Regions from separate parts of the Mus musculus genome. Here region 2 is linked to region 1. The links are chromatin contacts, called in public capture Hi-C maps. All regions are on one chromosome and are shown on one strand. The core of a region is the stretch at or near the end of the contact, and the rest is flanking DNA. Distances in the headings are between cores, read along the strand shown.

Region 1 (6,365 bases), core at 2,797-5,296:
GTTCTCTCTCTCTCTCTCTCTCTCTCTCTCTCTCTCTCTCTCTCTCTCTCTCTCTCTCTCATGCAAAACAAATTTTCCCCCTCCCCTTCAAGGCTTCTTTGCTGGTGTTTGTCCAGGAACAAACAGCCTTCTATATAAATGGTCTCCAAAAGTTCAGGAACAAAAAAGTGTCCACTGTCTGAGTACCCACAAAAACGACCTCTGCTGCATAGTGGGGCTTTTCTGTTCTGAATTTGTGCTCTGCTATCAGAGTCCTTTAATTTCTCTGAACAGAGGGCTCTTTGGCAGAAGAAAGGCTGGGGGTGGGGAAGCCGCACCGGAATCATCTTTTTTTCCCCTTCCTTTGCTGTTTTCTTCCAGTCAGCAAGGAGTGCTTGAGTGACTCTGATCTGCCCCAGCCTCTTGCTGAGGTGGGAGCCTTGAAGGGTTAAGGGAGGCCACCACCAGTTTCCCTGCTGAGTGGGCCAGCTAGACGACCCCACCTCAGAGCTGTTCATAGAAAAGAGACACCCACTCCTGACACCCTTTATCTCCTTTGGAGATTTTCCTTTTGCTGTGTGTTTAAAATGCTTTTCAGTGATGACTGTCTTTTTTAAGGCAGAGGTTCCCTTTAACCACTGGGAGTCACTTTCAACCTGGTCAAAGGAAAGGAATGTTAGGGATAGGGGGGGGGGGCACAGGACGCAGACACTGCGACTACTGTTTGAGAGCCTGGAAAGAAATAATTGTGGTGAACTTTTAACAGCCCATCTCTCGACTTTCGTTATTTGGCTACTTGTTTGTGGACTGAAACTTTAATTTCATTGAATTCAGTTTGGCACACTTTGAGCAGTCTCAACAAAAGCCACATGCTTCCTCTGGTGCCCAGATTAGGGTCAGGGACAAGATGCACCATAGCCGGGCAAAATTTGACCTAAGCAGAGTGAAGAATATTTAAATTTCACTTTTTTGGTATTGGAGATCCAATTATCCATGCAAAGCAAGTGTTCTATCATTGAACTAAATGTCTAGATCAAGATACCCTATTTAAGACAACTTTCAGATAAACACATGTGTTTTTTCAGCTAAAACTGCAGACAGAACACCTTCCTCTTGCCAAGGGGCTGATCGCTACACTGAGACTAAATAACAAAGGTATCATCAGAGAGAGAGAGAGAGAGGGAGAGAGAGAGATGGTCAAAGTGGAGAGTCAGCGTGGACTTGGGCAGCAGAGGAAGAAGGCCTGTGGTGTAGGACAAGGGAGAAACAATAGAAGATGGTGCTTACCCTAGTATTCTCTAGTTCTGTGCTTGCTGGAGCTATAATCAGGACACCTTCAGGGAGTCACTGCACCTCTGCAGTCCACAATGTCCTGGCTCTATCCACCTCAAACCAGCAGAACCCTGACGGTCCCACAGCAGAGCTCTTTGTCTGTGCTTTAAATCCTTCTTCACCGGAAACAGGGAATTTAGTAGAGCCAAAAGACTGAGTTCCAGTTTGGGAGGGAAGACATGGACAGAGTGTTCTTGTCGTTGATTAGAATATGGGCAAGAGAAAGAAATGAAAGAATGTTAAATGGAACCGGGGAGAGAAAAGGAACCAGGGTTGTGTTCTTGCCTTTTTTAATGGGGCGTAGCAGCCCTAGCCTGCTGTTGGGCTTAGGAAGGTACCCTAGCGGTAGCTCTACATGGGATGCGCTGCCCACATCCGATTTACTTCAGGCCTCTGGCTCCTAGCTGGGTAGTAAGGATTTCCTTCCCAGGACTCTTGGAAGGTGGCTATGAGCTATCTCCATTGCAGGACTCCCAGCTTGTATTGACTGTTGAAAAGCACCACAGGGCTGGTATGGACACTTGCTGCCAAGCCTGACAATCTCACTCCATATTTGTAAGGATACAAGCAGTAATGAAGTTGTTAGCGGAGCTGATTTATTACGCTGTCTCTATAGTCCTGAGCATGAGGACAAAGCTGTGATACAAGGGTTTATTCATTTCTTCAGAGCTTCTTAAGCGGCAACACACTTCAGCATTGGGGCATCACTGAGCAATGCATGCCAGCCAGTGGTTTTCCCCCAAGAAGGAGCGATAGTGAATATAATTAATTATAGTGAACGAAGGTCTGCCGGTTGCCTGGGAAATCATATACAGAAGGTTACAGGAATGTATATTTGGGCTACTTAAACTTCGTGGAGGACAGAATCTAAGCTGTGACATGGAGAAAGAGGACGGGTTCATCAGAAGAGGGGTTACAAAGCACACACAACTTCTTTGGGCATAGAAGCATGACATTTTTGAGGAACTGAAAGAGGTCCAGCTTTGGCAGATTGTAGGCAGGATGCTGAGAGACAGGATTAGAGCGGCTACAGTGAACAGGGCCCTGTAAGCCATGCGCGTGAGTTTTGATTTTACCTTAAAAGGCAAAGGGAAGCCACTGTAGGATTGTAAACACCGTGTGTGTGTGTGTGTGTGTGTGTGTGTGTGTGTGTGTGTGTTTACACCAACAAGGTGGAGTGTTAGAGGGTCCATCTGGTTGTTAGAGAAGAACAAGACAGGGTGGAGGGAGCCAGTGAGAGGTACTATGAGACAGACGAAGCCTATGAAGCCCAGACTACAACAGAGTAGAGTGGGCAAAGGGGTGAACCAGTTGGGATGTATTTGAGAGGGCTTGTGATGGTTGAAGAAGAAAAGTCAAGGATAGTCCTAGGCTTCTGGCTTTAAGTAATTAGAGGGACTATGGCATTCAATGAGGCTGGCAACAAGGGGACAGGGAGTATGCTGGAGGTGTGTGCACATGTGTGTGTGGGCTCTTTGTTTTCTGCATGTTGAAATTGAAGTTCCTGAGGGGACAGCCAGGTGGGAATACATTTGGGAACACTGCTCATCAATGGCAAAGCGACAGCACAGGCTTGAGAAAATGTGTCTCTTATCTGTGTTTATTTATGCTGAAGTCTCAGATCTTTGGTCATAAGGAAAGAAATTTACTCAAGCTAGCTCAGTTAAAAGAAGGAATTGCTCTAGCACAGCAGGCTTCAAAGAGCATTGCTCATGGGGAAGCCCTGAGCAGGGGGCAGCTCTTCTGAACTTTGCAGAGCAAAGTGGACCCTCTTTCATTTCCACTCCCCTCCCCCTGCATTGTAGCATACCAGGGCAGATCCATGGAGCCCCTACCCTCCACTGACTCCTGTTCTATCCCCTACCTGACCCGGTGAAAGTCTGGGCTGAAAAGATTACCTTAGGCTTTGCCACAGTGTGTCCTTCTCTTTATTCAAATTCTTGAAAAGAAAGATCTAATTAGCCAGTGAGTGGAGCATTAGCAAGGGTTGTGGCTCCAAGGGCTCATTTCTGGTCCAACCAGTGATCTCTGTCTCTGTCTCTCTGTGGTTCTCTGTGTGTGTCCCGTCCCCCCCCCCCCACTCTCTGTCTCTGTCTCTGCCTGTGTATTGAGTGTATGTAAAGGGTGTGATTTAGCTGGCTGTTCTCTCTCTCTCTCTCTCTCTCTCTCTCTCTGTGTGTGTGTGTGTGTGTGTGTGTGTGTGTGTGTGTTGATTCAGTGTAAGGGGTGTGGTTTAGCATGTTTTAATACATGTTTAAGCTTTTGATGGGAATGTACACAGTGTTGATATGTGCTTAGTTAAGTAGCATACCATGATGGTTCTGTGTCTTTCATGAAGCCAGAAGAAAGCCTGAAAACAGCTTCCCATCAGTAACTTCTTGGCTGTCTTACCTATACTGTTCTTTTGGGGCTTCAGTTTCTTGGCTGTAAAATCGGTGATGCTGTCTCTTGCTAGGAGAGAGTTAAAGGAGCTGCCACCAAGGCAAGGAGAGGGAAGTACAGAGTGACTGCTCCTTTCCTCGGGGTATTTCCCTTCCAGTTTGTTGAGGTCATTGCTTATCAGCATGCAGGAAACATACTTGGAAAGTCACTGTTTGGGGTAGTGAGTCCAGAGCTGGAACACAAACAAATGTGTATGGGCTGAACATATCCTTTATTCCACTCAGAAGGAGTCATAACCACCCGGTTTGGGGGAAGTGAGCTGAGGAAACGTCACTGAGGCCAGCAGTGGTGACTCATGCCTTTAATCATAGCACTCAGAAAGCAGATGCAGGCAGGTCTCTGTGGGTCCAGCCAGAGCTACAGAGTGAGAGAAAGAGAGAAACCAAGCAAAAGTCATTGAGCACTACTATCCTGCTATCTATAAAAGACATGTAATTGTTGATTTATATTATTTATTCAACTTTTTCTAGATTTTTTACACAATAGAATAATTAACATACAATAAAAACGAATGAGAGCCGGGCAGTGGTGGCGCACGCCTTTAATCCCAGCACTTGGGAGGCAGAGGTAGGGGCAGGGGCAGGGGCAGGGGCAGGGGCAGGGGCAGGGGCAGGGGCAGAGGAAGGCGGATTTCTGAGTTGGAGGTCAGTCTGGTCTACAGAGTGAGTTCCAGGACAGCCAGGACTACACAGAGAAACCCTATCTCAAGAAACCAAAAGAAGAAGAAGAAGAAGAAGAAGAAGAAGAAGAAGAAGAAGAAGAAGAAGAAGAAGAAGAAGAAGAAGAAGAAGAAGAAGAAGAAGAAGAAGAAGAAGAAGAAGAAGAAGAAGAAGAAGAAGGAGAAGGAGAAGAAGAAGAAGAAGAAGAAGAAGAAGAAGAAGAAGAAGAAGAAGAAGAAGAAGAAGAAGAAGAAGAAGAAGAAGAAACCAAATGAAAGCTATATACTTAAAAAAAAAATTTAGTTTTCATAGTCTAGTGATTTACACAAGACTAGTTTCTTTCTTTGGGTCTAGAATGTCTTTTGTGACAGAAAAGACCATACCTACTAAATCACAGATGTGTTCCAGGTTAGAGCTGGAACATTCTGATGTTTTGTATTTAATGCAGGGCTAATGAAACCAAGCCTGAGGCTTCATTCTCCTTAAAGACTACCATCTATCCTTATGAAATACGGTGGCCATCAATTTGACCCTTGTTCTGATTTCTACCTTGCAAGTGAGTGTCAGGGGTTCCAAGGAAGAATGACCTCAGAGAATTTGCTCCATGCAAATATGTGGCTATCATTAGGATTAGGGCGAGAATCTTTGACGAGTTAAGTGATGTTGAAATAGTGAGGTGTGAGGAGAGGAACTGGCACATTTATGTAAGTATTCCATTCTAGAAGGAAAGTTCTAGATGGAGCTAGAACAGAAGAAGTTCAGAGTTACTCCTTTTAGAGGAGAGAATATGTGAAAATGTCTCTGGCTTCAAATGAAAGGTCACTCGGCTTTGACAACTAGAGATCCTTTCAGCAGGCATTTCATCCTTTAACAAAAGGTAACTCAGCTAGTTGAGTTAACCATCTTGAGAAAAGCAAGGTGCAGCTACTGAGTGTGTCTTGACGTAAGTGAGCCTCAGAGGACATATGGGGAAGAGCTCCAGAGAGGTAGGAGCATTTTGCAAAGACACTTGCTGTCCAGTCTCTTCTCGCTGCTAGGACAGAGTGCCAGGGTCTGGGGGACGTATCAACTGCCTTCAGTTCTGGAGGCTATGAAGTCTAAGATTAAGAAAGGCAGTGTTCGGGTCATAGATGGAGACTTGCAGCCTCATCAGAGGGTGGTAGAGAGCTTGAGTAATTTCTTTTGGGCTTCTTTACACTGATTTGAACGCCATTTGTAAATGCTCTGGCCTCATAACACAATCACCTCCCAAAGGCCCCCCGTGCTAACGTCCTGACTTTGGGGGTGAGCACTGCACACATGGACCGGGCATGTGCACTTCATTCTGCGTTAGCCGTTACCTTATTTACCTTGGATTATCTTAGATTATTAACAAAAATTTTAAAAACCAATACAATAAAATTGCCTCACAGCACTGGGGGAATTCCTGCAGTGAAATCAAGTATTTGTGACCAGGCCTTTGCCACAGTGCCTTGCCAGCATCAGACTTACCGCTGCTTTCTGTACCCTGGGGTGCTGTCTTTTCAGGGAGCCTCACCTACATAGCCAATACTCCCTGTAACTGTGGAGGGTAGAGGCTATTGAAAAATAGTTTGCAGGTCTCCTGGGCTCTTCTGTTAAGGCAGAGGTGTTCACATCATTCAGATATTAATCTTTACCCTCTGTGCTTCTGTGAGTGAGTGAGTAAGTACGTTGGCTTGCCTCTGCGGTGGCTTTTCATCAGTGTCCACGAAGCTCGTTCTGTGGTACACCACAGGAGAGCAAGCAGTGGCTAGCAGAAGCTTCTCTATCCCCCGCCTCCTCCTCCATCTTCTCTGTTTTGGAGATCACATAGCCCAGGCAGAGGGCACATAAGCTGAGGTCCAGCCAGCCGAAGGAGGGGCTGTTTGATATGGTTCTAGCTTGTTACCACATGGGTGACATCACGTGTCCTAATTGATCCTGATTGGTCCA
Region 2 (7,113 bases), core at 2,422-4,921, 200 kb after region 1:
CAAACTAAGACAGAAGACAAGAAAGCACACCATGTACTTGTGTGACAACAGATGATTTTTATAGTCTTTCCCAATCTCCGAGTTTATTCCTCTGTAACTTGTGTAACAGTGTGTATCCTAAAATTTTAGCCACTTAGCTGTAGAAAAAGGCAAGCTATGGCAAAGTGCAAACTATGATGGCTCAGTGGTTAAGAACACTTGCTGTTTTTGAAGTGGACATGCCATATCGAGTGGCTCACAGTTGCTTATAACTTCAGTTCTAGAAGAAATTGTGCCCCCTTCTGGCCCCTATAGCCAGACCCCTGCACACATGTGGAGCACATATATACACCCAAGCACACAACACATACATATGAAATAACAAATACATCCTTAAAGATTCTCAAGCACGAAAAACTAAAGGCCTAAGATTATGAAAGAGGTATTTATATAACTGTGTATGTACACACACACACACACTCACACACACACACACACACACACACACACACACACACACACACAGCATTGCAGAAAATCTTGAATCATCTTAGCCCTTGGTCAAAGTATCCTAAGGCACAGTGTGTGTGTGTGTGTGTGTGTGTGTGTGTGTGTGTGTATGTGTGTGATTTGCACCAGGTGTCACCACCTCTCTGTGAAAAGGGCTAGGTAGTAAATGTATTTGGTTTTGTGGCCTTTGGGAGATAGTCACCTCTGTCTCAGGCTGCAGAAGTCACCACACACTACACAGAAATGAATGACGGTGGCTCAGTTCCAAGAAAACTTTCTGGATACTGCAGTGTGGGTCATTTTCACATGTCATGAAATTATACTTGTCTCCTTCAATCATTATATAGGGGTCAAAAGCCCCCTATAGTAGCTTGTAGGCCATGCAGCAGTAGATGTTGGAACGCTCTCTTGCTGCTCCCCGCTCTGCCAGCCACTACACAACTCTTTGGTAGAATCATCTGCACTCACAGATGTTAGACTGAATGGCAGAAGAGCCTGATGCAAATTCAGCAAAGCACCACTGAAGCAAGCAACTTGCCTGGAAATCTCCCACGCTCTGAACCAACTGAACCCTCTCCACGGTAAGGAACGACTTCATCAGAAATGAAGAATGCCCAAGCCACTTTGCAGTCAGAGAAGGGATCAAAAGAAAAAACAAAAAAACCACCAGTCAGATTTTGGTTTGCTTTTGTGGTGTTGTGGATCAAATCCTGAGCCCTGTGCAGCTACCAGTGAACCACAACGTCCCTCAGTTGCTTTGGGTACTGATGAAGCCGCACACTAGCAAGCTACTTGCTAAACGACGCTTCTTTCCCTTTGAGAAAGATGGTGACCGCCTCATGCATCATTCTGAGGTCTTAGGGAATAGTTGTAAATGAAACATGTCTACCAAGAGGTCTAGGAATTGTCAAAAGAGTCCCTGATGTTCAAAGCATCCTAGAAATATTTAGAGAAAGCAGGCGACCTTGTAGTGCTCTCAAGTGAAGAATTATTTCTTGTCTCTGCGCTTTGAGAGTTAATTATCCATTTAAGTCATTCTACATTAAAAAAAAAAAAAAAAGCAAAAGAACAGAAGTCCTGGTGAGTTTCCATGAGTGTCTGTGGTGGGGAAGCCAGAAGGTGCTTTTTGAGTGCCAAGAAAGCATTACGCAGTCTTCTGGATTGTCATTTTTTATCATCGATGGCACAGGAGAACCTGGACTCTTTTAACCTTCTGAAAAAGCTGCATCATTTCCCCAGTAGACAATTTTGGAAACACCCCAGCCCTTGGTAGGAAGCGCATTAAGGCATAAGGACACAGGAGCTGGCAGGACAGAGCCTTTGCCTAGGAATTCAGTTCTTAGGCATTAGGACTAGTTGAACCACGGTGTTCTGGTGTTCTCATGAGCGAAATGAAGCTGACAGGCTGCTAGGTGTCTCTTTCCAACATGGCTAAGCAAAATGAGATGTCCTATGGAAAATAATTAGTACAATGTCTGGTACCTGGTAAGGACAAAAATGATAGTTCTTATCATCTTGACAGTTGGACTTACTATGTGCATCCATGCTTGTGTGTACAGGTATGTGTGCCTCTGTGTATGTGTACATTCATGCATGTGTTGGACTATGTCTCATAAAAATCATCGAAACTTGTGACACTTAAACATATATGCAACCAGTCTGGGAAATAAAGCTCTCACAAAGGCTTCCTGGCGTCCATGGAGGAGTCAGAGTCCGAATGAGCAGGCACTGTGGCCTGTGAGATCAAAGAAGGACGGGAGCATTCAAAGCATGTTTGCTGTCATGTCAAAGCAAACTGCGTGCAGAGGCATCGGATCACAGCAGACACCGTACCCATCCGCTCACGTACATCGATACAGCAGGAAGTATATTCTGTGCTTATGTTGTTTAAGGTAGCGTAGCATGGAACTTCTTGAGCTTTATAGTGAAATAAAAGCACACAAATATATGGAGTGTACTTAGATTGGAAAAGTTGCCTCCTGGAAGAAGGCTGGGGACATGGAGACATGGGAATGCAGCAGCAATAGGAATAGCTGATACAGTGAACGGTAAGGAATTGGAACTAAGATGCTGCCGTGCCCATGGGGAGTGAGCACTTAACCTTTGGCGCAGGTCTCCTCTGGGTTAAATGCTAAAACCTCAGAAGAGAGCAAAGCCAGTCATAGTGGCGTGGTAGTCACCTTTCCACTTGAGAGAGCTTATAGAGGGGAAGGCTCATTTTGAATTCCAGGCTTGGAGGTTTCAGTTTAGGGCCATTTGGCATTTGGTCTCCTTTGGAGTCCCTGACTTCCCAATATGCAGAAGCACAGGTGGGTCCTCTCATGGCTGAGAGACCAACAAGAGAGGGAAAGGGGCTCGAATCCCCAGTGAGCAGAGGTCCACAGCTCCACTCTTACAAGTTCTACCACCTTCCAGTAGTGCCACCGGCTGAGGGACAGGCTCCAGTGACCCTTTCCAGGTTCCAGCATCTGATAGTATCTAGCTCTAGTAGGACTGAATCAAGTTTCAGAGATGACCCAGGTAAAGGGAGATAATTTGAGTTTGTCCTCTTAATCTATGTGTCCTCCTAAGGACGGATCAGAGGAAGGCAGAAAGACTGTGGGAAAGAATACAGGGACTCTGTCATAAGTTCCTGTCACTCAAAACCACTCACATGCCGCACATCATGATGGCCTCATCTACAAAGTACTCATAGCCACAGGTACGGCAGGGGAGTAAGACCTGTACTCATGGCCCTCAGAGTTGTGGTAAAACCAGATTATTTCAAGGTGCTCAGGCTGGGAGTAGAACTTGCCTGATTTTTTCCTGCAGCTTAGGGGCCAGCTTTCCAAATTCATCATTCGGCTCCCTTGTATCCTGAATCCTACTTATGATTTCTTGCGAGTTAAAAACTATTGACCCGACTCACACCTGCAAATCCAACCGTAAGAAGTCTGATTCTTGAGGGCTGTGGCAAGTTTGAGGCCAGCCTGAGCTGCAGAAAGACACCTTAGGTGCGGGTGGGGGTGGGACAGGGGGGTGGGAAGAGGAACAAAGAACAGCAAACCAGGAAATGAAAGGCTACGTGAGAGCTTGATCTTATGACTTCTCAGAAGGCGGTGAACATGATAAGGCTTTCCCACCAGAGGAAGGGGCAGTTCAGAAAGAACGTGATTAGATGGTGTTAGTCATCAAGGGAAGGCTCTTGAGAGAAGCCACAGCCCCTCCCCCACATCTGTTGCCCTTTCTGAAAAAGACTCTGACAGTTCGAAGCACCAAAACGTTACTGTCTTCCCTATTAACGTTTGTGGTTTCTTCTAGTTTTATGAGTGTGTCTGCTTTTTACAAATTAGTAAAAACCAGAGAGATACGTGATGCTTTAAAAAGTTTATAATTCAGACCTTTTTGTCTAGAAAAAGAAAATGTTAATTCCACCAGTGATTTTGTAACTTCCTTAAATCTCTTGTTCCTGATACAGAACAAAAGTCATTGACGTTTTAAGACCAGAAAATTGCAACAAATACATTTTTAATTACGGCAAACTAAAAAAATATGAATAGTGATGCTTTAAATTATTCCTCAACCTCTCATTTCTAATGAACAATATTTCAAAAAAAAATTTTAATTTTTAAAAAAGATTTATTTATTTATTTATTTATTTATTTATTTATTTATTTAATGTATATGAGTACACTGCAGCTGTTTTCAGACACACTAGAAAGGGACATCAGATTCCATTACAGATGGTTGTAAGCCACCATGTGGTTGCTGGGAATTGAACTCAAGACCTCTGGTAGAGTAGTCTTAGCTGCTGAGCCGTCTCTCCAGCCCTACATTTTAGGTTTTTTAAAAAAGAATTTCTATGGTTTTGAAATTACTGGAAATAGTCTCTTATTATTAGTTTAACAAGAATCTTTTTACACTCCTAAATTGGCAAAGTATCTGTCAGGGTGATTTTATCATTCCTTTGTAGAGTATTATGGCTTTTATTGTTTCATTTTTATTAAAAAAATTAATTTGAATATAATTACATTACTTCACTGTATCCCTGTCTTCCATTCAATCCCGCCCATCCCCTCCCACTTCCTCTCACATTGATGGCCTCTTCATGATTATTATTGTTACATATATATGCATTAATATATAAATATATCCTGCTAAATCCATGGCTTGGATGTATATGTTTTCATGACAGACTCACTTTGTATTGGACAGCCCATTAGGGAGCTGATCTGGCCAGAGGCTAATTTTCCATCTCTCCACAGTCATGAGTTGCCTGGAGTTCTTTGTTTAGGAGGTGAGACACAGATTTCCCCCTTCCACTTACTGGGTCTATTGATATTTACTTTATAGCCATATTGTTGAGGTATCATTATGAAGCGTCCGTGCCATTTCTAAGAGGCATAAGCTCACAGCAGACTTTCTGGTCCTCTGGATCTAATAATGCCCAGGGATTAAGCCCTACAGAGAACAGTCCAGTGCAAGGCAGCAACCACAGCTGTATTTTGGCCAGCCTGGGATTCTAGCCTTTTGATCCATGTTTACACTAGAGCTTTGCCCCTGTGCTGGAGTGGCCCCATGACCACACCAGACAAAAAGCAAGTTGGAGCAGGGCGGGTGGATGTGGGGGAGGAGGAGGGTGGTTGTGGGGGTTGGGGTTGGGTGTGGGGGATGGGGGGCAATGGTGTCTTTTTTTTTTTTTTTTCTTCACTCCAAACATAATAAGAAGAAAGAATGGACTTTGGTTTGATTCTCAGAGATGGATTTGTTTTTTTTTTAAACCATCTTGTTCTGATACAACAAAAGCAGAGACAAAAAGACTTACCTGCAGTGAAAATGTTACTTAATCTTAAAAGAAATGGATACAAGGCAGTCATTAAAAAACACAAAGCCAGTAAAATACCTCCAGGGCAAGTAGCTAGCAGGATGGCTTTCCCCCTGAGGCTACTTTTTCACACTTAAATCTTATTAAAGAACAGCACTGGAAAAGTCTTTGGTCACTGACTAAGTTTTAAAACAGTGTTTCTAACTAACACAGGAGACAACACTCACATTCAGAGCAGCTCATAGATTCCAGGACTTGATGCTGATGCTGCAAGCAACAGGGTGTGCTGTCTGTGTGTAGTCCTCGTCTGACTGGCCATGACTGCTGCTCATTGTCTTAAAGATGAGGAACTTATAATTGTCTTTATTTGTTAAAAATCATTGGTTTTAGCCATTGATCTTTTTTTCCTCTTAAATTTGTCCATTTTCTCTAGGATTCTAGACTACCGTGAGTTAATTTTGTTCGTGGAGATCCTTCTGTGAACACTCAGGCTCTGGCACATAAAATGCCCCACTCGCAAGTAAGCAGGACCTGAACGAGAGGGACAAGGGACAAGGGGAAAGGGGAGCTCCTGAAAGTGCTGACAGCAAACAGTGGCAGATGTCCGGTGGAATGCTGGCTCACTGGGACAGAAGCAGGGTGCCGAACACTTCAGGGATACTTCATCATAGCTCTCCAGCATGCCTCTCGGCAGCTAAGGCTACTTCTCCAAACTGATGGCAACGTGGATGAGGACGTATACAGAGACGAAGCAAACGTCACAGGGTCATAGGGTCAAAGGACAACCTGGGCTAATAGAAAGCCAGGGCTCTCTTCTGCAGCCAGTTCCCTCTGCTGCCTTCTCCTTCCTGAGCCCTATACAAAGCACTCAGTTTAGTATCAAAGTGACCCTTGTGGCTGTCAGGGGTGCTGGGGACAAAATGGGAGCAGGATATGGCAGCTAGATTCAGAGAGTCACACACAAGACTTATGCAGAAAGGGTTCCTCAAAATGACAGGGAGAAAGGCAATAGCTGGGTAGCCCCACATTTTGGCTTGTTTGTTTCAGTTATGCTACTTTCCTCATGAAGTTCTAGTGGAAAGAGACATCACTGAGATTTCCTCGAAAACCCCTTTAAAGTCCAACATCCCATGTTGCCTCAAAATACGGCTCTCAAAACAGAGGCAAAACCCTCTCCTTGTTAGGACGTCTGAAATAAACAGTCAGCAATTTTCTAACACTTGTTTAACTTAGTCCAGAGGGATTTTTTTCTAATGATAAAGACTTCATTGGCTTACTGTTTTATTTCAGGGTCAGAACAAGATCCTACTTAGTACCCACAAGGCTTGCTAGGAGGGAATCTTAACAGGGGATATGCAAATACGGGGCAGAGATTAATAGTGAGACCCAGCGCTGAGCCACACAGGATGAACTATAGTGACAGATAATATATTTCAGTTTGAATTTTCAACATTATATAAATGTTCTTAATTAATATTAAAACAACAATTAATGATAAATGAAGCAGTATGTCTTTCAAGGGCATTAGTTTTTTTTGTTTTTTTCCTCCCCTCTCTAATTCCAAATGTAATACAGATTAAGATTCAGCCATGGCTTTCAGTCAGTATACAAGGAGTTAGAGATTACCTGCTCTGATACTTTCCTGAATCCTGTGGAGGTTTGCCCTCCCATACTGACAGAGACTATCCTACATTTCCATCTCCTTTCTCCTTTTCTTTATCCCTCTCTCTTATGAGAGTACATACCATCAGAACATAGGAAATAGTCAATGAATTATCAACATTGTCCAAACTGTTATGTGCAGCAGCATTTTTTTCCAA

The links. Capture Hi-C pulls out chosen DNA fragments and counts their contacts.
Region 2: a contact with region 1 is called in a capture Hi-C map of bone marrow-derived macrophages, with 4 times the contacts expected there. The contact joins two enhancer-like sites. A contact is called at or near these places in 11 of 484 Hi-C or Micro-C datasets (the BV-2 cell line, the HPC-5 cell line, Th2 cells and 8 more), 7 of 115 datasets of contacts at active chromatin or transcription factors (CD8 T cells, the HPC-7 cell line, T-cell acute lymphoblastic leukemia and 4 more) and 1 of 9 other capture datasets (bone marrow-derived macrophages).

What each region holds. Positions count from the first base shown.
Region 1 is chr4:8,913,460-8,919,824 of GRCm38.p6, forward strand. No RefSeq gene overlaps it. Among named protein-coding and RNA genes, the nearest start is that of Gm46842, 5.8 kb to the left of the region's middle. Within about 2 kb of position 4,047, at least 72 of the 459 cell types and tissues checked have an H3K27ac peak or open chromatin away from gene starts, as enhancers often do. A contact at or near this core is called in the HPC-7 cell line, Th2 cells, acute myeloid leukemia and 4 more, where this site is marked.
Region 2 is chr4:9,112,445-9,119,557 of GRCm38.p6, forward strand. No RefSeq gene overlaps it. Among named protein-coding and RNA genes, the nearest start is that of Gm50597, 5.6 kb to the right of the region's middle. Within about 2 kb of position 3,672, at least 76 of the 459 cell types and tissues checked have an H3K27ac peak or open chromatin away from gene starts, as enhancers often do. A contact at or near this core is called in the HPC-7 cell line, Th2 cells, acute myeloid leukemia and 4 more, where this site is marked.